Regions from separate parts of the Mus musculus genome. Here all the other regions are linked to region 1. A link is a contact called in public HiCAR-type, HiChIP or PLAC-seq and promoter capture Hi-C data. All regions are on one chromosome and are shown on one strand. The core of a region is the stretch at or near the end of the contact, and the rest is flanking DNA. Distances in the headings are between cores, read along the strand shown.

The links. Promoter capture Hi-C pulls out the DNA fragments that hold promoters and counts their contacts. HiCAR-type assays count read pairs that join an accessible place to other places. HiChIP or PLAC-seq counts read pairs in DNA pulled down with a chosen protein or histone mark.
Region 2: an H3K4me3 HiChIP or PLAC-seq map of embryonic forebrain shows a contact between it and region 1, with 6 times the contacts expected there. The contact joins the promoter of Gab1 here to the promoter of Rnf150 in region 1. A contact is called at or near these places in 1 of 39 promoter capture datasets (hippocampal neurons), 4 of 115 datasets of contacts at active chromatin or transcription factors (astrocytes, embryonic forebrain, forebrain and 1 more) and 1 of 9 other capture datasets (liver).
Region 3: a HiCAR-type map of astrocytes shows a contact between it and region 1, with 9 times the contacts expected there. The contact joins the promoter of Inpp4b here to the promoter of Rnf150 in region 1. A contact is called at or near these places in 5 of 39 promoter capture datasets (the 3T3-L1 cell line, cranial neural crest, embryonic stem cells and 1 more), 1 of 15 datasets of contacts at CTCF or cohesin (stem cell-derived epiblast-like cells), 10 of 115 datasets of contacts at active chromatin or transcription factors (the 230-238 cell line, astrocytes, craniofacial prominence and 7 more) and 3 of 9 other capture datasets (adipose tissue, embryonic stem cells and liver).
Region 4: a promoter capture Hi-C map of stem cell-derived epiblast-like cells shows a contact between it and region 1, with 5 times the contacts expected there. The contact joins the enhancer-like site here to the promoter of Rnf150 in region 1. A contact is called at or near these places in 4 of 39 promoter capture datasets (cranial neural crest, hippocampal neurons, liver and 1 more) and 1 of 115 datasets of contacts at active chromatin or transcription factors (stem cell-derived neural progenitor cells).
Region 5: an H3K27ac HiChIP or PLAC-seq map of large pre-B cells shows a contact between it and region 1, with 6 times the contacts expected there. The contact joins the enhancer-like site here to the promoter of Rnf150 in region 1. A contact is called at or near these places in 6 of 39 promoter capture datasets (the 3T3-L1 cell line, the C10 cell line, hippocampal neurons and 3 more) and 1 of 115 datasets of contacts at active chromatin or transcription factors (large pre-B cells).
Region 6: a contact with region 1 is called in a promoter capture Hi-C map of cranial neural crest. The contact joins the enhancer-like site here to the promoter of Rnf150 in region 1. A contact is called at or near these places in 8 of 39 promoter capture datasets (the 3T3-L1 cell line, the C10 cell line, the HPC-7 cell line and 4 more), 1 of 484 Hi-C or Micro-C datasets (stem cell-derived neural stem cells) and 1 of 115 datasets of contacts at active chromatin or transcription factors (the 230-238 cell line).

Annotation. Positions count from the first base shown.
Region 1 is chr8:82,861,696-82,865,798 of GRCm38.p6, forward strand. Rnf150 (ring finger protein 150) reads left to right here and starts at 1,661. Exons shown (of 7, transcript NM_177378.4): 1 at 1,661-2,795. The coding sequence starts at 2,315.
Region 2 is chr8:80,878,222-80,882,324 of GRCm38.p6, forward strand. Gab1 (growth factor receptor bound protein 2-associated protein 1) reads right to left here and starts at 2,258. Exons shown (of 10, transcript NM_021356.2): 1 at 1,311-2,258. The coding sequence starts at 1,382.
Region 3 is chr8:81,340,579-81,344,681 of GRCm38.p6, forward strand. It overlaps Inpp4b (inositol polyphosphate-4-phosphatase, type II), which reads left to right and starts at 1,984. Exons shown (of 25, transcript NM_001024617.3): 1 at 1,984-2,219. Gm51582 (classical arabinogalactan protein 9-like) reads right to left here and starts at 2,075. Exons shown (of 2, transcript XM_030243908.1): 1 at 1,676-2,075. The coding sequence starts at 2,064.
Region 4 is chr8:81,525,603-81,529,705 of GRCm38.p6, forward strand. The region is part of intron 2 of Inpp4b (inositol polyphosphate-4-phosphatase, type II); the gene reads left to right. Among named protein-coding and RNA genes, the nearest start is that of Gm51582, 190 kb to the left of the region's middle. Within about 2 kb of position 2,304, at least 11 of the 459 cell types and tissues checked have an H3K27ac peak or open chromatin away from gene starts, as enhancers often do. A contact at or near this core is called in stem cell-derived epiblast-like cells, where this site is marked.
Region 5 is chr8:81,634,592-81,638,694 of GRCm38.p6, forward strand. All of the region lies in intron 2 of Inpp4b (inositol polyphosphate-4-phosphatase, type II), which reads left to right. Among named protein-coding and RNA genes, the nearest start is that of Gm51582, 290 kb to the left of the region's middle. Within about 2 kb of position 1,795, at least 33 of the 459 cell types and tissues checked have an H3K27ac peak or open chromatin away from gene starts, as enhancers often do.
Region 6 is chr8:81,810,126-81,814,228 of GRCm38.p6, forward strand. All of the region lies in intron 7 of Inpp4b (inositol polyphosphate-4-phosphatase, type II), which reads left to right. Among named protein-coding and RNA genes, the nearest start is that of Gm25267, 340 kb to the right of the region's middle. Within about 2 kb of position 2,051, at least 48 of the 459 cell types and tissues checked have an H3K27ac peak or open chromatin away from gene starts, as enhancers often do. A contact at or near this core is called in the 230-238 cell line, stem cell-derived epiblast-like cells and stem cell-derived neural stem cells, where this site is marked.

The sequences.
Region 1 (4,103 bases), core at 411-2,910:
TCTACACCAGTTGCTTCCTGACTTCTGTATTTTCCTTACCACCCTCACCAAAGCATCAGAGAACAGTGCCTACCCCACCTCCAGAGCCCCCACGAGCCAGTCACTCCACTCCACCTCCAGAGCCCCCCACGAGCCAGTCACTCCACTCCACCTCCAGAGCCCCCCATGAGCCAGTCACTCCTTAGCATGCTCTGCCATTTCCTCAGCATGCGTTTCTCTTGGCTTTCCCCCCAGATTATTTTTGCAGCTCCTTAAGTGCCCTCCTTGCTTCTATCCTTCCTCCAGTACTGTCAGAATAAAACTTTGATGTTCTCATATAACACCACATTTTTCTGTCCAGACATCTCCCAGGAATCTTCCTCTCACCCAGATTAAACTGCAAGGCCACTTAGAATCTTCCCACCATTAATCCCATCTCATTCTTTCCATCGCTCATCTCTCTCCACCCCTGATGAGCTCACTATGGCTTCTGAACACATCAAACACCAACCTGTCTGATCTATTGTACCTACAACTCCTTCCTATTACCAACAACTGGTCCCCTAATAATCATTCAAGTCCTTCGTCCTTTGAGGATTATATTTAGACATAGGATATATCCAGAATCCATCTTCTGTTTTGTGATGTCCAGACCTAGGATGTGTATATTGTGACAAAAACTGCTGGGCTTCTCAGTGCTTCTCGAGAGGCACAGGAAAGAGAACCAGGTGGAAGATATAATGTAAATCATTAAGCACTACCATATTTGTGTATGTATAAATAAGTAGACATTTTATATTACTGGTTTCTGAAACTACAGAAACCATTAATGAGGAAGTGTAACAACCAACCAGATATCTAATTGTTAAAGAATTCTGCTATTAGAACACGACTCTAGGAAACTGTTCTCCACTGGTTTCTTTTAATCTCTGTCACAACTGGAAAACACAGCTTAAAATGGTAACGAACACACACACACACACACACACACACACACACACACACACATACCACCTACTGACGCTGTGAATCCTCTAAGGCAGGGCTATTAGAGTGGGAATGGAGGCAAAATGTCTCAATCTTAAAGTATGAGGAGAGGTCCATTTTCTAAGAAAACTAACGCCATGCCATGAGCTGGCTTCCAGAGCAGAGGAAAAGAAGTCACTTTTACCCACACCACAGACTGGTCCTTAGACCAGCAGAGTGTGCATCACCAAGGACCCCACCCCTGACTTAATAAATGTGAAATTCTCCTGAATTCATGCTGATCAGTCCTGGTTTAAAACTGGAATTCTGACAGCCACTGTCCTAAATATTCAGGTCTGGGGGGGCGGGGGGGAGGGGCCTCATGACCAATCAGTGCTGGGATAAATACCAGAGAACTCTCTGCACATCTTCCAGCAAACGGAAATGCTGTTCCAGAGAGGTTCCTACACTTTGCTGTATTTAAGACTCCCTCAATTAATTGTTCCCAATTCAAAGGCCTGAAGGTCCTTTTTACCTTTTGCCCGCAACTGTCGAAGCCTGAATTTGAGGCCCAGCAGAGGTCGCTGACGCCCAGGAAGAGAGACAGAGTGAGCGTTGCAAGGGGAGCCCAGGAGCTTTGACATCATACTAAGCTCCTCCTTGCACGCGCACATCACACACACACACACACACACACACACACACACACACACACACACACACACACACACACACACAAATACAGACACACACAAAACGCTGTATCCCTCTCCTCACGCTCTCCCCCATCCCATCTGCCCCGTACCTCCCCCTCCCTCGGCAAGTGAGTGTCCCGGGCGTAGCCACCTAGTCTGGCCAGAAGCGCAGCGCCTACTGCCCATGGGAACCCACGCATAACAGGAGCGACCTCCGCGTCTGCAGCGGGACCGATAGTCCCAGCACCGAGGATCTCCAGCACCCCACCCCCGCCCCGCTCGGCCGCGACAAGCAGAGCCGCCACCCCTTCCAAACCCGAGGACCCCGCCACCTCTATGAGAGAAGGCGACACGGGGCAAAGGAACAGGACGCCTGGCAGCCGGACTCCCCCGCAAGTGCGCGGCGCCCGCTCCGCGACCGCGCCGCGATCACCCGGGAAGCCCGATGCCAGCGCCGCGCTTCGGCTGAGAGGGGACAGGGCGGGTTTCTCCCGCTCGTCCCGGATCCGGTCTCCGCAGCGTCTGCGCGTCCCAGCCGGAGCTCCGCCGGCCAGGGAGTGAGTCGCAGCGACAGGAGAACCAGAGTGGCTGCCCGGGGTTGGCCGGGGCAGGGAAAGGAGGGACGGAGCGGGGGGAGGGCGCAGGGGGCGGGGAGGGGACCCCGGAGGAGAGAGATGACAATGTCTCTCATCCAAGCGTGCCGCAGTCTGGCTCTCTCAACATGGCTGCTTTCCTTTTGTTTCGTGCATCTGCTCTGCCTGGACTTCACCGTGGCGGAGAAGGAGGAATGGTACACCGCCTTCGTGAACATCACCTATTTGGAGCCCGAGCCCGGGGCCGCGGTGGCGGGCAGCGGTGGCGGCGCGGAGCTGCACACGGAGAAGAGCGAGTGCGGGCGATACGGGGAGCACTCGCCCAAGCAGGACGCGCGCGGCGAGGTGGTCATGGCCAGCTCGGCCCAAGACCGCCTGGCTTGCGACCCCAACACCAAGTTCGCCGCGCCGGCCCACGGCAAGCACTGGATAGCCCTCATCCCCAAGGGCAACTGCACGTACAGGGATAAGATCCGGAACGCGTTCCTGCAGAACGCCTCCGCTGTGGTCATCTTTAACGTGGGCTCCAACACAAACGAGACCATCACCATGCCCCACGCAGGTGAGCAACCCGGGGGGTGCCTGGCGGACGTGGGGGAGGGGAGCCCGAGAAGCGTCTAGGGAGATCTAGCACCGCCTCCGGGGCACCTCTGGCTGAGAAGTCCGTGCAGCACCAGAGACCAGTCTCTTATGTATGAACCTATTAAGTTTTGTTGTGCGTCGCTTGGGGGACAGGTTACAAGCATGAGAGGTTTCAGTATGTTGGGGGAGTATCGGAGAGTCTGGTTCGGGAGAGGGTTCAAGCTGTGGAGTGTCTTCTCCCAGGAGAATTTGGAAAGTGAGATTTGGGAAACAGGGCTGAGATATTGTTCTTGTTAGTGACCCGTTTCAGCACCTGTTTGGAACCGGAAGTTCTAATAACTTGTCTCTGCGCTTCGTTGTGTGTATCAGATATACATACCTGGTGCAAGTGTTTGTGTATCAAGAGGCAGGTCAACTTACCTGTCTGCAGCTGACCATCGGCAAACTGCTCTCCCAAGTCAGGTTTCAGCCCTTCTCAGGAGCCCTTCCCCTTGCTGGGACCATAAGTAAATAATATTCAAAGCTCTGCCAGGTTGTCATCTAGAGAGATGGACTGACGGGGAGCATGGGTGAAACATTGCAATGCCCAACAAGCCAAGAATAGCCACAACGTTAGAATTACTTTCTACTGCTGTGTTGTCTTCTGCCTGCATCTGGTTTCGAGATGCACTCAAGAAAGACCTTTGTCAGTGACCACAGGGGCCAGACTAAAAATAAGCATGATTGCCCCAATTCAACACAGTCTATAAACAGTGTTTTCGTGAGAGAAGTAACAGAAGCAACAAGACTATGTTATTCATATTTATTAGCACAGGCCACTGGTTATAGGAAACTGCCTTCTTTGAGCGCAAGCTCATGCAGAGGCACCTGAGAGGTGGGTCCTTTTTTCCCTCACAGCATTTCCTGCAAGCAGGATGTGGGAGAAATGACTGGAGTGTCGTTCTGGGCAGAGTCATCCAATCAGAACAATTGTTGCAATTAAAGCCCAAGCTTCTAATAAGCAAAGAACTGGGATGGAACATGCAGATTGGCTGTACGTGCAGACATATTTTCTATAGAGACAGATCTCTCTTTCAAGAGTTCATAGCATCTATTCGTGAAATATACAATTAGTTTGCCCAGAGTAACCAACACCAGCTGTTGTAGTCAAGGGCATTTGTTAACTTTCTGGAAAACAGGTTGGGAGGCAAAATGAAAAATGAGCCAGAAAACAGCATGGTTTTCATGAGGAGAAACCGTTACCTTCTTAGAAAACTTCTGACCCTGCACGTTAGAGACATTTGCTGTA
Region 2 (4,103 bases), core at 1,008-3,507, 2.0 Mb before region 1:
ACTCTCAAATTTCTGGAATCAAGTTGCCATCTTTACCAAGAAATCCAAGCAAACTGTGACAGATGGAGAGACATCTTTGGGGAACCTCTGACAATTTGTCAAATCACATCTTTCAATGAAATTACTTGGCTGTATTAAATTATACCAGAAGGTGAGCCCGAAACTCGCTGGTGAGCTCCGTGAAAATAAATATTGCCTGGTTTCACACAAGCAAGCGAGTAGTCCGATGATTCTTGGTGTAGACGCCCCTCCACCAGAAACAGGTTTCATCAAAACAGGTAGTAAACTCTAATTAAGTGGGTACACGTTTTGCTTTTGGGAAACACATTTCACCCTAAAAATACTTGTTTCAAATGCCGGTACAAAGTGTCATTTCTTTACTGACAGGGTACATCGCAAAATTAGCCAATCTGAAGGAAGACTTAGGACCCTAGATTCCCGATGAGGATATAGTTCCACTCAAGTATTATAGGCTCCTTCAAGATACAGTTTTCCTAACCGTGAACACAGTCATCTCACAATCAGCATCTTGAATCAATTACGCAAATACCAGTTAAGCCGTTCTGGTGCCCGGGAAAAGAAACGCCAGCATCAAGAAATCCCTGTTGGCTTCAGCTGTCCCCTCCTGCGGGGCTTGACAGCGCTTCTAAGGCGCCCAAACACCAGCCACCAGGCTCCCCCCAGCGCCCTCCTGCCGAATCAAACCGCCAGGGTTCTCAGGCCAAAATCCAGTGTCCTCAAAGCAAAACCATGAAAATGCTAAGCAGACGGCAGGGTTCATAAGAACTTTTTTCCCCTTTCCCTTGAGCGAATATTTTGAGAAGTTTGCCTATATTATCCACTTCTTGCGTCCACAGTTCACTTCCCTCCACCTCCTGGAGGCGCAAAGGAGAGCGGGCGCGGACCCAATCGAGAACCCATGAGTACTTACTACCTCCGCGGTTTCTCGGGGAGGGGAGATTTAACAGCTCCATGAGAATCTGATACAGATAATAAAAGAAGGCTCTTTCTCCCTGTTTCACTCCACCCTTGCTAAATGGAAATAACAACAACCAAAGTATGCAGCCAGTTTTGAGCTGGAAAACTGGGCTTCTCTAACAGGCAACGAGGCCTACAAGGGAGGCAGTCTGCAATATGGAGGGAGAAAGTTTGGCCGCCGAGTGGACGTCAGGGTGGGAGTGGACCGCACCCGGTCCGGAGCCCGCCGGCCGAGAGACGGATCGAGGAAAAGGAGGGCGGGATTCGTGGAAGAGCCAACCGGGCGCGCAGGCTGCTGCAGCGGGGCAGACGGTGACCTGACCTGTACTTACATAACGCTTCAACTTCTTCTCCGGGGGCGACTTGCGGAGCCATCCCGAGCAAACCACTTCGCCGCCGCTCATGGTGCACGCCGTGAGGACTCGAGGACCAGACACCAAAGGGGTCGGTGGACACAGTGGACGCGCTCCGTGCACGGCGGGCACGGCAGTCAAACGCAGCCCAGAGGACGTCTCAGATTCCCCCGACGGGGCGGCCCGGCTCCCCGCGCCCTGTGTCGGCGATCGAACCTCTCCCGCAGATTCGCGGACTGAAGAGGAACTCGATCGGGAACCGCGGGGACCAGGGCTCGCCGACCTTCTTTCAGTGCGCCCTCCTGGCCGCCAGGCGCGCCGTCCCGCCGCCTAGGCAGCGGTCGGGCTCCGCTGGGACTCTGTCCGGACAGGGAGCCCAGAACTGGAAGCCCTGCGCTCCGCCCCTTGGAAACGGGACCTCCCGCGGGTGCTCCCCGCTGCGGACCCCACGCTGCACGCGCACACACAATGCCCGCGCGCGGTGTCCGCTCCGCTCCGCTCCGCCCGTTGGCGCATTCACACTGAGAGGGGCTCGATCTTCTCTTTCCCTCTGCTCGGAAAAGGGCGCCTGGGAAGGCGTGCGGCGTCCGGGTGGCAGCCGGCACAGGGGCAGGTCCTGATCAGCCTAGGGAGTTCGCGGACCAGCAGCGAGGGTCAGGGCGTCGCCGGGCGTCGGGGAGGTCGCGGGTCCGCGGTGGGAGGGTGGGTCTGCGCTCCAGCCTCGGATGAGGGCGGGGATCAGCACAGGGACGAGGCGCAGGGCGGCTCTGCTTCGGGGAGGGACCCCTCTGTCCTGTCCCCTGCGCTCCTCCCCCACCCCGGGGGCGCGCGGCGGGTTCGGGGAGGCGCGGCCTGGGCCCCGGCCCTCCTCCTCCTAGCCTTTCTGCCTCCCCTTCCCACGATCGGTCGCCTCTAGCTTCAGCCCAGACTTTCTCTGAAACTCCTCCGGAGCGCTTCCAGCCAAAACAACAAGGGCTGGGGAGGCGGGGCCGGCGCTGGGAGGGAGCGAGATGGCAGAGGCACCCTGGGATCTGTAGTCAGCAGGCGCGCTGGGGTCCTCGCCGCCCCGCCGCCCCGGGCCCGCGCGCTATGGAAGGCGGCGGTCTCCGGGAACGCAGCGCCACCCCAGTGTGAGAGCGGGAGTGCCGGGCACTCTCGCCAGCTCCGACTGAGTTTGCCATCTTGACAACCCCCAGGGTCAGGAGTTTGTACTCGGCTGTGCCTTCGCGATCCAGAGTTTTCGGAAGGATTTCCCTACTTGACAGTCTGAAAAAATAACCCAGCCAGGAGGAGAACTCACTCAAGCGGGTCCTGGCTGCTCGAGAGACTGAAGGACTGCGTCTCCCGGACCAGGAGCGCGCTAGGACCCTCACTGTGCACCCAGAGACCAAGGGGGTGGGGGACCTCCTGGGTGCCTAGGGCCTGACCCAGGAGCTGTTCTACCGAGTGATGCTACCGCTTAGCCTCCACAAAGCGTTCAGCTGCGTGTATCTCTAAGACAGGATAAAGTCTCACACTGCTTCCACTCATGGGCTGTTTCTTCCAGTTGGCGTTGTGTTTGTTTAAAACCTGCGCTAGGATGTTGGACAGGAAAAGAAATCATTCTGGGTACCCTAATTCTATTTGCCTTTTTGTGTGTTTTACAGTTATTATATCTGGGCTGAGTTTGACACAGTCTTGTAACAGACTCTTCTTTACGGGTGTGTTTGAAACAAAGCCTTGGAACAAATTTTAGAAGGCAATATAATCAGACAAAAATTTTAAAGAGTTGGGCATGGTGATGCATGTCTTTAATTCCAGCGCTTGGGAGGCCGAGGCAGGCAGATTTCTGTGAGTTTAAGGCCAGTTTTGTCCACAAAGTGAGTTCTAAGGCGACCAGGACTACATAAAGAGGCCCTGTCTCAAAAAGGGAGTTTGTGTGAAAATACAAATAGATAAACAAGCATTTCTGAGAAGCATGAGTTTGGGGCTCTCCTAATAAATGTGTGTTCTGAGTCTGAAACCTTGGGGGTCGTAAAGAGGAAAAGGTGCTGGGAGCCCTGCCTGGCAGAACCCCTGTAATCCCAGGCCTGCCAAGGTAGGTAGGGGAGGGGGAGGGAAAGAAAGACTAGAGAGAGACATGGAGGCAGGAGTGAAGAAATTAAAGAAAGAAAAGAAAAGTAGATGCTAAGTTAATAATAAGACAAAAGCCCTTGCATATAAGAAGAGACAGTGCCCTTTGTTTTTGCCATAAAGTGCTTTTGAAATGGAAAAGTGTAATCTATCTTGTATTATTTAACTTTTGGAATTTCAAATAGAGCTTTTTTCCCAAATAAGTTTCACTTATTCCATTTCTATATACAAAAATCTACACCTGCAGTTAGAAACTTACACCTGCAACCCCAGCACTTGGGAAACTGAGGCAGGAGGATTATTGTGAGTTCTAGGTCAGCCTAAGCTTGATAGAGTATAAGAACCAATCTCCAAAAAAGAAGATGAATTTAAAGTGTTGCATTAAGACCTGGCAAATGGCTCTGGGTGAAGAACACTGGCTGCTCTTGCAGAGAATCTGGATTTTACTCTTAAACCTCTATGGTCCCAGAAGGTCAGCTATCCTTTTCCAGTCTCCATAGGTATCAGGCATGCACATGGATCACAGGCATACATGTAAGCAAAACACACATACACACATACACATAAAATGAATAATTTTTAAAAGTATTGCCTAAGATTTATGCTTGAGCCCATGAGATATGCCTCCACATATTGCACAAGCAGCAAAAGGAGACTGAG
Region 3 (4,103 bases), core at 734-3,233, 1.5 Mb before region 1:
CAGCTTCTAACCCACAGGGTTTTGAGTCAGTCTCTAAGCACTTGTTGGAGCCATGGTGTATTCAATACTACTCCAAGCTCTGGGAGTGTAGAGGCTAAAGAAAGTATCTGAAAACCAAACTAAGCAAACATCTAACCAAACCAAACCAAACTAACCAACCCAACCAAACAAATCCAACCAAGCAACTAGCCAACCCAAACCAATCAATCAACTAAACCAGTCAACTAGCCAACCAAACCAACCAATCAATCAACCAACCAATGAACTAACCAACTAACAAACTAATCAAATGAACTAACCAACCAAACCAGACAACCGACCAACAGAACTAATTCAACCAACCTATCAGCCAACTAACCAACCCAACCAACTAAACTAACCCACTAGCCAAACAAACTAATCATTCAAGCTAGCTAACTGACCAAAGGAATCAATCCTAACAACTTACCAACCAGCCAAACCAAGCAACCAACCAAACCAATCAACTAACCAAACTAACCATCCAAACCAGCTAACCAACCAACTTAACCAACTCAACCAACCTATCAAACAAGCAACCTAACCAATCCACCCACCCACTCAATTACCCACCCACTAACCAACTCAGCCACCAACCAACCCAAACCAACCAACCAACCAACCAACCAACCAACCCAATCAACCAACGGAACCAACCAAAGACACCCTCACACCACCACTAGCACCCCGCCCCCACACACATAAATTTAAACCATCAAACTCCCTGCCCTCATCAACAAAGATAATATCTAGTAGCAAATACTTGGGAAGTAAATGGATGTCTCGATTCAGGCAGTGACAGCAGGGGTGACAGCTGGGGGCAGACACAGCTTCCCATTTTGTAATACTGTAATACTGTTAAGCACTGCCTTAACCCAAATTGATTTCACTGACTTTAAGATTCCAGGCTCTTTGTGTGACAAATGTCACACTTGTGTACACGCGTTTTTACTTTATTTAGAGTGCCAGTTTAAAGGGTTGCAAGGAAGAAAAAGGACTAGTGTGCCTTTGTGGGTAAGCTCTGAGAAGAATTACCTCTGAGCAGAGTGGACAAAACCTCTCTAGGAAAGCCGCCAGGTGGCACCTGTAAGGCGCAGATGGAGAGAGTCATTTGCCCCACCCCCACAGGCCGGACTATCCAGACTACCCCTCACCCCTCGGGTTTGTTCGCGAGGAAGTGGGGGAGTTTCAGTCTCTTTCCAGACAGCGTGATTACACACCAAAATTTTCTGACACCTCAAACACACCGAGGGCGGATTGTCTCCACACAACCAGGCTGTCAAAGGCATGAGCCTGGTGGTTGGGAACACTTAGGCACTCTGCAAGGTGGGGAGTGGCTGTGGGCTGCCCCTGTGCCCAGGTCTGCTCAGTCTGGGTCTAGGGGAAAACACTGGCAAGGGAGAAGCAGTTCTCAGGACCGTGACACGCAGAAGTCACCAGAACGTGGGACAGCGCTTCACACTCCTCTAACGCCCAATCCTCCTCCCAGGGACAGTCAGTGGGGACTAGTCTGAGCTACCTTCTCACATCCTTTTACATTTCCGCCTTCTGCAGTCTCTTCTCCTGTCCGGGTCGCATTGTGATTGCCTTGCCCCCCCCCCCCCCCGCCCCGCGCGCTTCGCCCCTGTGATCCCGCACCCCAGGATTGGCAGCTGACCCCAGAGACAGCAGAGTCTGAGTGGTGGGTGTCAGTAAACAGAAGCAGCGTGTTGTGGTCATTTCGAGCTGTGCGGTCGGGCCACCAACTCCATCTGTGGCAGGGAGGCGAGCTGCACCAGTTGCGAGACTGCTGCTGTTCCTCTTTGGTGGCTGGTTGGTGACATTGGGAGGAGACCGCTCCGAGGGAGTGAGCCTAAGACGAGGAGGAAGAGAGGCAGGGCGTTGGGGGTGGGGACGTGGCGACAGTGCCAGGGGGCGTGTGAGCTGCGGGCGAGGAGCAACTTCTCCCGGGCGCGCGCTGCGGGGCGGCGGGCGGAGCGTGAGCTGCCAGCCCAGAGCAGGGAGCGGGGAGCGGGGAGGCTCGGCCCGCGCCCTGCACGCTACCATCCTCCGGGTTCCCAGCCCCGGGTGCTGAGCTCGCCGCTATAAATAGCAGGTTACAGCTTCTGCTTGGGCGCACACGCTTTCACTGGAGAACGCAGGAAAGTCATCCTGAAAAGTGTCTGCCGCTGCTATCGCCCCCTACTCAGCCTCTGCAAGAGGTAACATCCTGCCTGGGATCCTGGGGCTCGGGAGGGAATTTTGCAGGGTGCGGAGGGTGAGGATGGGTGAATCCATAGGCTGTAGTCGTGCGCATCGGACAGTTCAGGGTGGTGGTGGTGGGGAGTACGTCCTGCCTGAGAGACAGCTGGTGTGTTTCTTATCAAGTTTCCCAGCTTGCAGCCAAGATCGTCCCTTCAGCCTTGCTTCCCAGGGACCCTGGCTGCTGGTGGTACCCCTGTGACCCTGATTACTGTCTAGTGGAGCTCGCTTGGTCTGGGGTGAACACCACACACACACACACACACACACACACACACACACACACACACGCACACACATATGAGTTCCAACTCCCAGGTGACACTGAGTTCTGGCCCAGCTTATGGTCCCTTTGAGCTGTTCTTAAAAGGTGCTGCAGCGACCTGGAGTGCTTAGGGACTGCTTCTCAACCCTAGTCCCAGTCACTGGCTGTCTCCTGCTTCAGAGGAAGTGGTCCTGGTCCTTAGAACAAGGAAGGCATGCTGGGGTTGCAGTTGCCTAAAGAGCTCTCTTTTCATGGCTATCTCCAGCCCCACCTTCAGCAACTCCTGCCCTCTCCGTCCCCCCAACACCACCCCCCCAAGTCAGGCCTGTTACCCCTAGGCTACCTTCATGTTCTACCTACCCCAAAGAGAAGTCAAGAAAGAGTTAGAAAATCAGGGCTTCAAAGTAAGAGTGGGTGATGAGAGGCTCCTCTGGAGTCTCAAATTTGCACTACAGCCTACTTGAGCTTATCTGGCCCCTCTAGCAGGACAAGGGTCCTGAGCAAACCCAGGAGCCTGCTGCTAGTATGGACTTTCAGGCTTGCAACTGGCTAGCTCTAGGTGATGCGAGAACCAGAGGCACCGGTGTTTGCCCCTCTCCACCTTTGATTTTGCTTCCCTCAGGGGAGGTGGTTTCTGCCCCAGAGGACACCCAGAGGTTTCTGTTTGGAGACAGAAGCTTTATAGGTAGGGATGTGCATATTGATGAGATAGTTGCAGCCACACAAAACTTATTGGAAAAACCCCAGAGGAGAGAGAGGCAGCAGTGCTGTTAGGGGACCGAGGTTTGTTAAGGGAAAGGATGCTCAGTTGATTATGTGGTTCCTGCAGCGTCAACTTACCAGGGAAACCCTGCGGGACATTCAGTCACGCTGGTCTAAATGATGTAGAATGTCTTCTTTGTTCATCTTACTTTATGTTTTTCTTTCTCCTGATTCTGGCTTCCTTGCTCTTTCCAAAATGACATTTGAGGTCATTATGTGGGTATTACATTTTGCTTACATTTCCCTTCAGTCTGAAAGAAGTTATTTATAAAGGTGTAGCTCTATAAAATACATGAAAGAGCAGAAGACAGGGATGAGTTCATCTCTCCTATGATGGGCACTAGGTGGCCCCTTTTATAGGTGTACATCTACATTTAGAGGACTTGTTCGCACAGAAATTTTCTTAGTGAGTTCTGGAATCAGAATGTTATCAATCTGACTTGGTTCAGAGACTCAGCAAGAGAGTGGCTGCCTGATGCTGTGTTAAAGGTAGAGTTAGGAGAGGTTTGGACAAGTGGGTACTGTCAGCTTACTCGGTGTGGGAGGAAATACATTAGCTCATGTTCTTTGGGATATACTCCAGGGAAACATTGACATGAAATCACAGTAATTGATCAGTGCCTCTGGGCTCAGCACATGGGCCTTAAACTCAAACCTGTAGGAGTTGCACTAAGTTAAAATGCTTCTGCAGAAAAATAAAGGAGAGAAAGAAAGAAAGAAGGAAATAAAGGAAGGAAGGAAAAAGGGGGCGTTTTATGAGAGTCCTGTGTATGTGAGAGAATATGTGTCTCTGAGCCTTGTGTATGTTTTGTGGGTT
Region 4 (4,103 bases), core at 1,054-3,553, 1.3 Mb before region 1:
AAATATTCCAGATTTAATCTTACTCAAAATTTGCTTCTTATACAGTTCATATTTGTTCTTAATTGTACTAGTATAATTTTCAATATAGAAATTTGCAACTATCTTTATAGTAATGGTAATCAGCCTTAAGATAGTTTCAAGACAAAAATAAGGACAAAGGAAATATTTTACAAATCACACATTTTATGCACGAGCAAGGTGTATATTTAGTAGTGAATTATTGCCTCATTGATGATGAACTTGAGGCTTACCTGAATGTTCTCCTTGGATCTGGGAGTGGCTGGAACTTGACTTCTCTGTACTGGTAATGAGTGAGGGTACTGGTAATTATATGACACAGGTTTCCCTTTCAAATAGAACCTACTTTTGGGCTACAGAAATGGCAATAAATATCTGTCAGATTAGTCAAATGGTCAACATGGACATATGTTTGCAAGGAAACATCATTACCCTGAATTTTAAGATTTCCAAACCATTGTGGCAGAAGTTAAAACAATTTCTCTGCTATTGTATATTAAGATAGATAAAAATGCTAAACAATTCGTATTGATCTGGTCTTTCCATGCTATGTAAAATTTTAGTTCATGTTCCTGGTTATACAGTTCAATGTGGTTAATGTAACTTTGTCTGCATTTCAATCAATTCACTATGATACTGATCTTGTCATGTAAATTATTTCAAAGCCTAGTTGGCCTCTATCACTGAATCCAGATCAGTGAGAGGATAAGATTGCACTTCAATATACAGTGTTTCCAGGTAACTACCTGGTCCTTGACCCATCTTAGTACCCCCTGTGGGGTGAACCTTGCAATTCAAGTTTGGATCTTTGTACAAAAGTGATATAATCTCTTTCATCGGGTTATATTGCAAGAAAGTCAGTGATGCTATTTTAATGAAGAAAACACAATAACATAGTTATCTTAGTAGTTACATAATTTTAGGACTTTAAAGATTGTTCCTGTAATTGAAATATATTGTAGAAATGTGGTTCTTTTTCTAGAGTTTATTTTCACTTGACACAAGTGTCAGTTTTCAAAATAGGATAACAATTCTAATTCTTTAGAAAATCTGTTTTATTTCAATCCTAGTTCAAGGTTACATTGAGTAGGTACTGTTTTAGGGGAGAGAGGAGAGATGAGGAATGAAGGAGGTGGGGTAGAGAAGAACACTGGAAGGGAGGTATGGAGAGGCAAGGGGAGGGGAGAGAGGCAGGGGAGAGAGGAAGGGGAGGGAAGGAGAGGGGAGGGGAGGGGAGGGGAGGGGAGGGAAGGAGAGGGGAGGGGAGGGGAGGGGAGGGGAGGGGAGGGGAGGGGAGGGGAGGGAAGGGAAGGGAAGGGAAGGGGAGGGAAGGGAAGTGAAGGGAAAGGGAGGGAAGGGGAAGACTGGAATTCTTGCCAAGTAATTACCTTGAATATTCTGTCTGTAGGAAAAATGTAAAGAGAAGTGGAAATTGGTAAAATTAATTAATTTCTTGCAAAATCACTTTCCACATCATTAGAACATTTGTTTTCAAATGTCAGAGGCAGATAAAATCTTTTTTGCAGCATACCCTTCTTCAAGTGAGCTGAAGCCCACAGAATACAATGGTAGACATGTAGCATCTCAGAGACTCAGACAGACAAAATTGCCCTCAGAACAGAAAACTGCTGTGCTTTTTATGATCTTTAGAGTTGTTGGTGCATGGACTTAGGATAAATATGAGCAGACATCGAGAAGCATAGACAACAGGCTTGCCAGCTATACTCCTTACAGACTGAAACATTAAAATCCTACACAATAAAATTTGTTACATTAAATTCCAAGTAATTGTGAGACATGTTACTAGAAACCGTGGTAGTAAATGTGACTACATCTCTGCTTTCTGTTATATGACCTTCTTTTCATAATTCCCTCTCATTATTAATCATTTTTATTATTTTGTTATTTTAATTTCTAGCATCAGAAGAAAACAACTTTAGGGAGCCTTTTTGTCCTTCCCCTCTCTGCACCCTCTGCTCCTTCCCTCTCTTCTCCTTTCTCCCTCTGGTCTCTTCCTCTCCCTCTCTCCACTCTTTCTACTTTTGACCTTCTTTTATCCAGATGTTTGCTTTAATGTAAAAATTAATGCCACTTTAAATCACATCCTTTCATCTTAAGCTTTAAATACCTGCCCTTTCCTATCCATTTAATCTTTTTACTTTCTCTTCAACTTTACCCCGTACTCAAAGGCAGCTAATTAGTCAGCATCCACAGCAGAGGTGGAGAAAGGGTTGCTCTCATTTCCAATGCCTTTTATCTCGCTAATGAACTGCATTCCGAACTTTGAGAATTCTGATTTGGTTGAGGGGATTTCCCTGCTTGTTAAGACCCTGGTGTGGTCCTGGCAGCTCTGGGTTATTTGAAATCAGTTGCTCTGGGCAGCCTGCTCTCATGTTTATGTGTGAATAGACATATCGTGTCTATACTAGGAAAGAAGATCAGCTTCATGTGCATGACTCAACAGAAGACTATAGTCTTGAGAAAATGATGCTAAGGTGTATTTGAGACTGCTTAAAGGACCACGCACATACAGTCAATAATACATACTGAGTAAGATTGCAATAAAGTAGAATTTTATGCAAAACCTGGCTGAATAATATACTTACTTATGTTGTCTGTATGTTTGACTGAAAACTTACCTGGTCAAGTGACCTTTTCCTATATAAAAGCTTAGAGCCAGGCTGGATTGCTACTCTCCTTGGCTGATGAGAAGAGATATTTTCAAGAGAATTTATGTAACTATTTGGATTTTGTTATTTTTGAAGGTCTGTGTGGAGAGTTTAATTCATGTCCATATTGTAGGTTTAAGCCAAATCATCGTGTCTACAGAGTTCCTGAGGATAACATGAGCCATGAGTGAGGAAAGACAAGCATGGCCATGCCAGTGGGTTCCAGGTGACTTTCATATTTCAGGAACTTTTCCTAATTCCTAAGCAAAAAACCCACATAAAATGCCAGGTTAATGGAAATCAAAGATGGTGGAGAGGGCATATGGAGGATTGATAGACCAGCTCTAGAATTGTAGTTGATGAACTAATACACTATTGGTAGAAACAATTAAGATTAAATGCATTTTGTGAAATCAATGACTTCAATTTCTAAGAGCACACAAGTAAGTGGCTAAAGGAAGACACTTGAAATATACAATTTCTGGAAGCCGTTTTAGTCTGGAGAGGGGCCTTTGATTCTCTAACTTTCCATCCTTTTGAATTTTTATAGTTATTTAGACATGAATGACTATAAATAATGATTTATGATGCTTAGTCATAACCACATAACCACATTACTGGAAAAACCAAATAGCCTTTTAACTTGGAAGTGAAGTTAAAACAGAGAATCCTGTTAGTTGAAGTCCTTTCCTCTGGGGATGTGACAGGTAAGAGTGGCAGTAGGACTTGGCACATGCCAGGTAATTTGGGAATGCAGCATAGCAAAGAGCAATTTGCTTTCCTGATGATTTCTTGGCTGATGTTCTTGGCACGGTAGGAGAAAACCAAATTAATAGGAATATGTGAAGTTTTAATGTCTGATGTTAAAATACCATTTTAAAATTAGACTAAAAGTGATCAAGTATGGTTTGACTCTACCAAGTAAAACCTGTAATTAAATTCATGAGCAGTGATTCTAGAACTCTGACTCAGACTCAAAGGTGGTGAATGGTGAGGCTTGCTGAATCCAGCCAGCTGGTCACCTGCTGAAAAGAAAAATGGAACAATCAAGACTGAAATAGGTCCTTCATGGACAATCACTGTCTATCTTGAAATTTAACTGTTCAAGGCTTTAATGTTTCAATTAAAACACACCTTTGTTTTTAATGTATTGATAGTTGGATGGCTGAAGAACTAGAGAGTATTGTCTTAACATGATGACTGACAAAGGGTCTTCCCTGGGAAGTTCTGCACCCCATGTTGATAACACAAAGGGGCCCTGTATAGAAGTGCTCCTGTTGAATAGGTGCTTGGTAGCTCTTCATATCTAGACCCCAAAGTTCTGTGTGGGGTTGAACTTATTTACTCATAGTTACTACTGTGATGATTATTTTATTAATAGTTAACTCATGATTCTCACCCCCACTCTTTCTCAGT
Region 5 (4,103 bases), core at 545-3,044, 1.2 Mb before region 1:
ATAATTTTTAATGAATCCCCATTTTTAAAAACACTCCAGATTGTTGGCTGCCCTTCGTGCCATGTAGATTTAATCAATTTAGCAGTGGGTATTGAGTATGTTCAGTGTTTAAAAAATAATGATCACAAAGAAGGAGTATAGCACACCACTTATGTAAGGGCTGAGTGGATGATTAGCAATCAAGACCAAGCTGTGCTATTTGCTTCCTATCGTGTAAAGGTCATGTGCAGTGAACAGTTCTGTTTTGCAAAATCCTCAGTTTCAGATGAGAATGGTGTTGTTTAGATTTTGTTTAAGTATACAGAAAGATATTCCAGTGTGGTTTAAAGTTGATAGAAGGTCATAAAAATGATACATTTTTTTAAAAGAATGGTTCCATCTTAAACTTGTACCCAATTCAGTTTTATACTATTTTCTTCAAATTTTATTGGTAAATTATGAAATAATTTGAAGTATTTATTTGGAGTGATTTTGAAGCTATTTGGAAACAATTCTTCAATTAGAGAGCTGCTTTAATTTCCTCCTGCATTTTCAGCTAATAGCTAGTTGCTAAGGCTTGGTAGGCATTCTCCCCCATGCCTGCTTCTCTCTTCTTTCCACTGGTAATTTTTTCCATTGTTCATGAGAGCAACATCTTGTATGTAGTTCTCCAGTCTCTGTACAAGGTGAGTATGCTGGACTTCCTTTAAGGACCCTATCACTCCACTCTCTCATTGCAATAAGAACCTATTTCTCCCACTGCCCATTGCCATCACCTTCAGAACCAGTGATGACTCAGAACTCGCCAATTTTAGTCAAAATTTACTACTTGCATTTTCCTGCACAATCTATGGACTACACTCATTGTCCTGATATTTAAGTGTTATTGACTTGATCACTTCTTTTAAAACTTTAAAAATATTAGCCAACATGGCAATGTTGTCACTTACATTATAACACAACCTCTATGCAACTGTTCAGTGGTCCCTGGTTACAAGACAAAATCAGTGTGTGAGGAAACAGAGCAGGAGACATACCCAATGTGAGTAGTCACTACTTGTTAAAAGTTGATCACAGTTGTTAAGTGCATGCATTTTAGCACAACCCTACAGTAAATCTGTATAAAATGTGGGGACTACAAGTGGAACAGAACAAATCACATCACAGAACAAATACATAGTGTGCTGAGGGGAGTCTGGATATGCTCAAAGTGGATGTCCAAGGCCGTGTGTGTGTGTGTGTGTGTGTGTGTGTATGTTTGTCTGTGTGCTTGTGTGTGTATGTGTGTGTGTGTTATAAATGCAGTTCAATTATCTTTCCACTTTTTGCTGATAAGCATAATCAAACTCAACTAGCAGCAACATTCTCATGCTTCTAAAGAGTCATTTCAATTTTGGGCAAAGGCCAATGACCACAACTTTAAATTGCACATTAAAACAGGGTCTATCTCATTTCTGTAGCTGGGATAAGGCACTTTGACCAAAAGTAACTTAGTAGGTAAAAGCTTCTATTTGATTTATGTTGTCAGGTCATAGTCCATCACTGCTGGAAGTCCAGGCAGGAAATCAAAGTCAAGCCTACTTTCTATTTTATGCAGTGTTTCTCTGGACTAGGTAACTAAAGCGCATCCAAGTGAGTACAGCAGAAACTCCAGGGGAAAGGTGCTTCTTGACTCATGGAGGCTCATCCTCAGCTGGCTTCCTCATACAGCTCAGGACCTCCTGTCCAAAAAATTATAACACCCACAGAGGGCTGAGCTCTCCATTGCCAGTTAGAAATCAAGACAATCCCCCACCCACATGGTTACAGGCCAATTTGGTCTAGGGAATTCCCCAGCTGTGTTTCCCTTCTGAGAAATCAAGTGTGTGTGAAGTTGACAGTTGAAGCTAGAATAAGCAGTAACTTGGTTTCAATAAAACTGCATATCTAGCTATCTGATAATGGTTGCTAACATTTAGATCAGTTAACAAAGGTGTAAATAGATTATTTTAAGTACGTAAATTTTTTTGTTTCAGTGTCATGTAATGTAAGACACTAAGTATTGAATGCCAGCCACACATATTATGAACATGAGTTTTGATTCTAAGAATAACATTTGACTTAGACCTTTTGCTTCCTTAACATCACCAGAGAATGTATATGCAAACAACAAATGAGGAAAGGCCCTACCCTGAGGTACTTGGCCAATAAAATAAATGTTTGAAGTCAAGCCATTGCTCATTTCAAAGTCAGTGGATAAATAATGCTTGCCCGTCTGCTGTCTGTGGCAACAACAAAGCTTAGATTGCCTGACAACAGATAGGAACACAAATGTAATATAAAGTTAGCCTTCCAAATTTCATGAAAAACAACAAAAATTAAAACTTATGAAAGGTAAGGACAGAATTATTGGTTTTGAAAAAAATATTCTTACTCAAAACAAACTATTTATTATATTGTATGTTAAGTTTCATTTTATGCCTTACATAGAAAAACAAAATCAAGGAAGATGAAGTTTCATACATCCAAAGCCACATATAATATTATTTATGTACTGAGTCATTCCTAGGGTTGGGCAGAAAGATTTATTATTTTGGCTGAGTTTTGGAGTAGATACAATAAATTTTTAGATAAAGGAGCAACTATGGAAGCAAAATAATATATTTTCAAAATTATAGGTGAGCTAGTATATTATGTACTTTGGAAAAAACATGTTTATTGAGGGAATTTTCATAGACTTTTATAGAGAGGAGAGTTACCAAGACTCTCTATGTCCCATGACTCTTTTTCCTTAGAGCCAAAGTGGGCAGCAGCTATCTCTCTCTTTTTCATTCCATTTTTATTAGGTATTTTATTCATTTGCATTTCAAATGCTATCCTGAAAGTCCCCCATACCACCCTCCCCTACCCACCCACTCCCATTTCTTGGCCCTGGTGTTCCCCTGTACTGGGGAATATAAAGTTTTCAAGACCAAGGGACCTCTCTTCCCAATGATGGCTGACTAGGCCATCTTCTGCTACATATGCAGCTAGAGACCCATAATCAGCCTCCAAAAGCAGACACCATTGCAATATGCCAGCAAGATTTTGCTGAAAGGACTCTGATATAGCTGTCTCTTGTGAGGCTATGCTGGTACCTGGCAAACACAGAAGTGGATGCTCACAGTCAGCTACTGGATGGAACACAGGGCCCCCAATGGAGGAGCTAGAGAAAGTACCCAAGTAGCTAAAGGGGTCTGCAACCCTATAGGTGGAACAACAATATGAACTAACCAGTACCCCAGAGCAGGTGTCTCTTATCAGTCAGGACCTTGCTTGGTTAGTCACCTCTCTTGTGTTGTTTTTTACTGTGTTTCCAAAACTACGAGGAGAAGTGTAGTGAATACTTATTCTTAAAAATGATATTTGTAATCGTCTTCAATTCCCATAATGACAAATACAGAATCAGAGTTTTAGATATAAGGAGCTGTCTTAATTAGGGTTTCCATTGTTGTAAAGAGACACCATAACCAAGGCAACTCTTATAAAGGACAACATTTAATTGGGGCTGGCTTACAGTATCATCATGGTGGGAAGCATGGCATCGTGCAGGCAAACGTGGTGCTGGAGAAAGAGCTGAGAGTTTTACATCTTGATCCAAAGACAGCCAGGGGAGGACTGACTCTTCCACACTGGGTGAAGCCTAAGCATAGTACCCCAAAGCCCACTCCCACTATGATGCACTTCCTTCAATGAGGCCACACCTACTCCAAAAAGGAAACACCTTTTAGTGGTGTATTTATGTGTGGGCCAAGCATTCAAACACATGAGTCTTTCCAGACCATACCTATCCAAACCTGCACAGGAGGCCTTGCATTTAAAGAGACAGAAGAGTCCAAAATAAAACATGGTGTTTAAAGAACTTGCCCAATTGACCTGACAGATTCTCAGCAGAGGAATAACAAAAGCAGTACCGAGCCCTTCAACCTTAGTTATTTTGCAGTGTGGGGTCAAGTTCATTGACAAGAGAAAGCATATGGCTGTCAGTGAAGTTCACAGATTTCTGAGAGCTTATGGGTCCCCACCTGCATTCTATGCTGCCCAGAGTCCTTAAGTTTTGAAGGAAGCTGTTTAGTGAAGGGCAGGCAGCAAATGCTTCAGCCTCA
Region 6 (4,103 bases), core at 801-3,300, 1.1 Mb before region 1:
GGATGTTGAACTTTTTTTTTTTTTAGGTAATTCTCACCTATTCGATATTCCTCAATTGAGAATTCTTTGTTTAGCTTTGTATCCCATTTTTTAATAAGGTTGTATGCTTCCGTTCTTACTGGATACTTCCATGTCTGTCTCCATTCTTACTGGTCACTTCCATGCTCTCTGTTCATGCATAGGAGTGCCTGGCAAAGCAGGGATGGGAGAGAAGACATTTTACCATGTTTATGCTTTTTGAGTTTTAAAGGCAACAAGAAGCACACATTTTGGTTAGGACCTGTTTCAACAAGATCCCTTTCTGTGAGGCATTGCTGCTCTAATGGGTATACATCTCAACCTATTGTCAGGAGTGATTGCAACTAGAGAGTCTTGATATGAAAATTAACTTAGAGTTTGCATAATACAGAAGATCTGCTCTAAATATCCATGTTTCCCAGGGTATCTCCCATATTCTTTTTAAAGGTTTGACTGTCAGGGTAGTTTTTAAAGTACTTTGCATATTTTATAGGTGCAAAGAATTTCTGCAGGAACATTACTGGCATTGAAGCTTGAATTCTGAGTTCAAGTCCCAGGGTTTCTTCCATTCTACCAAAAGGTTAAGCAAATGTTAGGTATGTGAAGTAAAGACAGTGGCAACTACTCTAACTCTCTAGGAGAGTTATCACAGTCCTCCTGCCCAGGGAGAAGGCAACCACACTACCTATCTGAATACAGTATTTAAAGGAATCATTTATTATGCCAGAAGCTCCTGTGGCTCTAGAAAATGTCAAATGAGCCCTTTAAATTGACATTGAGGTCCCAGGCAACAGAAGGGAGACAACAGGAAACACTACCAACACTTGGACTTTGGAAGGAAATGACCAGTGGAGTTGGCTTTAACTGATATCCAATGAGTGTTGGCAGTAACCCTGGCTGAGGCCTGAGAGCAAAGACTTCACATAGGGAGCAGGAAAGGCTGGCCCAGGGGTGGCCCTAGCAGGTTTGGAATAGTGCTGCAGCGCTGGAAATACTGCCAGGTGGTCTCAGCGCCACTGCAGGGAGGACAGGCAGAAGGGTGATCAGTGAGAGAGAGAGACAGCATCTTTCAGTGTTTACAGACGTTCCCTATTAAGAAAGCCTAAAGAAGAAACAGTTGTGACAGTGGAAACATAATCTGGGGAGTCTCAGGCCCTTCTTTCCATTCTGGACTTGGAGCTTAGATTGAGAAGATTGGTAAAATGCTTTGCAACAAGAAATGCAAATTTAATCTTGAGAGTAAAACCATAATTTTGTAAGCATTAACATTCTAGCTCTCTTAAATCTTGAAAAAATAACAGTGGAATAGGTATTCTTAAATGACTTCAATGTTGTCAGAAAGGTTCCCAATAGTACTTAACCAGTGTTTACATCACATGAGGTCTACTCATGGTTGAGGCTCAATGGCTTGTGAGTAATATGCTTATTTTGCTATTATAAAGTAGTGATAAATACATTAATGAGGGTGTAACAGTTATGGAAAATATTTTATAATACCAGATTGATAGAGTGATTTCTATATTCCTTTTTACTCCCATGCATTTTCTTCAAAGACATTGTAAGAAATTATTGAATATTTTCAGAAACTATTAATGATATAAAGAAGCCTGTGCTTCACATGTTTTAGAGAACTGGTCTTTTGTCTCTGTAAGAGATAAGAACCAATCCCTGTGACTGCTAGTCTAAATCTTGCTGTCTTTCTAAGTAGTTTGATGATAGTCCTTTGACTCAGCTAAAGATCTGCAGGATCGTGTGGTGCTAAATTGCTATGAAAAAGTAGATCTGGATTCCTAGCAACCTTGCTTACAGGGAGAGAGAAAGAGAGGAGGGAAGGTGGATGGAGGGAGGGAGGGAGGGAAGGAGGGAGGGTGGAGGGAGGGAAACTGTGAAAATAACATCCCTTTTTACAATAGATTTCTTTTTCCTTTGATTTGGGAAATGGTCCTGCAATGTTCCTTTCATCTTCTGTGCTGGTCATTCTTGTTGTCTGGGATTACCTCCACTAAGAGGCCTGTCTTCTGTGATGTCGGAGTTTCTATTGAAATAAAGATATGTAGCTGATAATTGACTGGGAGTTAATTTATTTAAACACAGATTGTAAACAAGTGGCTATCGCCATGACGATCTTGGCTACTAGACAGAGTATGCAGCTAAGCTAATAAACAGACAAATGTAGCAGGAGTCTGGCAGGGAAACAACAAATCTTTCTTGCTGAAGGGAAGAAGTTGTAAAAAAAAATTGAAAAAATAAAATAAAAAACCCTGGAAAACTCACAGCTGCTCCACTCCTGATGCTGGCAAGGCTGAGAGCTAAATACCAGCTTCTTCAGCAACCCTTCAGTTTGCAGCATCCCCAGGCTGTGAATGTTTTTTAGCCCCTTTGAGCACCAACAGAGTAGCTTTGCCTGGGAGGAGGCAGTGAAGAGAACTCTGGGGGCTCAGGGGACAATATGGCTTTACTCTGGTGACCTGCTGTGGCCTTACAGGGAACTGCTCTTTTGTGGATTCCTTACTAGAGATATTTTAGGCATAGCTGTCCTGAGTCAGGCCACTTCTGGTCTGCAGGCAGGAAGTATTACTGCTTGAATTAGCCCATCATCAAACTCCTGTTTAGAAAGATGAAGTTAGTTCTTATATTCTAGATTGACACTTGTGAATTATTTGAACAGGGCCCTGGCTCATTGGGGAAAAAAAAATGTGTCTCTTATGCCTAACATTCTGGGTTAACCCCAGTATTGCAAAGGAAAGTAAGAAAGAGATAGATATTCAAAAGGCCTTCCATCTACTGATTCCATGCTTCTCCTCCATCATTCTCTGCTGGTGATGGATGCAAACCTGATTTTAACTCCTAATTGATTACTAATCTGATTTATCCTGTAAAGGAAAATATTTCAGAAATACCTTTTTTTTGATCAAACCTTATCTTGGCACATCTGTATGCTAATGCCTTGAGTTCTTTAAGTAGGTGAATATTGCCACGTTATTTTCACCTTCAGTCAAAACAATTAATAGAAAATAATTGACTTATGATTGATGAATGTACAGACTTTCTGGTATCCCCTCGGGAAACAGGGGTAGGGTGGGTCTCAACCCTCTGCTGTATCATAAGCTAAGACTTCAGGATGGAAGACTATTATTCCCAAGATGGACCTAAGAGTATCTTTGCTTTCCATGGTCTTTTACAGTCACATAATTGTGCCTGTTGCTTCATAATTAAAGGACAGCATTTGGAGTTATGGTGTTTCTCATGTCCTGTTAACCTTCTCAGAATCACAGGTCTCTGTACCCTCCATGTCAAATTAAGGGATGAAATTTCAGACTTCTTCCTGGGTTCATTTGCCCAAGAGTGAGTCCAAGTTCGAATTTTCCATTTCTCCCTATGCTTTCCATCTGTCTGTAGTTTGTAGCTGGCCTTTCTGTAACCTGTCTGTGTTTGCTCTGAGTGAGTCTCTTAACAAAAACTTTGTTCTCCGGTTATTGGACGGCAGAGAGACTACCACATGGGAGAGGAATGATGCTTTACAGAAATCTTTAACAGTTGCTTTTTAAACAAGGGATTAAGTTATTTACTTCAACTGACCCCAAAGAACTCACTACTGCAAACATTGTGTTATCAAGCATCTTCCATATGCTTTCCCCAATATTTATGGTAGATATTTGTTGGATAAGGTCAATTTCACTCTGTCTGCTGTTTTCAGCAAACTATTACCATAACACTCACACATATCCATATGCATTGCTCTCTGGGTCAGGGACATAGATGAATACACAATTTAAAATTAAAATTAGTCATTAGCTTAGGTGGTAGAGCTGATTACACAGAGGAATCCAGGCAGGTAAGGCTGGTGGTTCCCAGGGTCTCTTAATGGCAGGTTAAACAAACAACTGAGAACCCAATGGGATAGCAGTCTTAAATCGTAAGTGAACTCATAGTGTAGTATTAACTCTGGCTGTGAGGTCTAGAAAAAAGTGTCAGTCTCTTAGAACACAAGAGATTTAAAAAAAATATAACACCTCACAGTCGTCTCCTCTTTCATTTCGCTAAAGGTACTGATAAATTATTGTGACATATAAAGAGGATAGTGA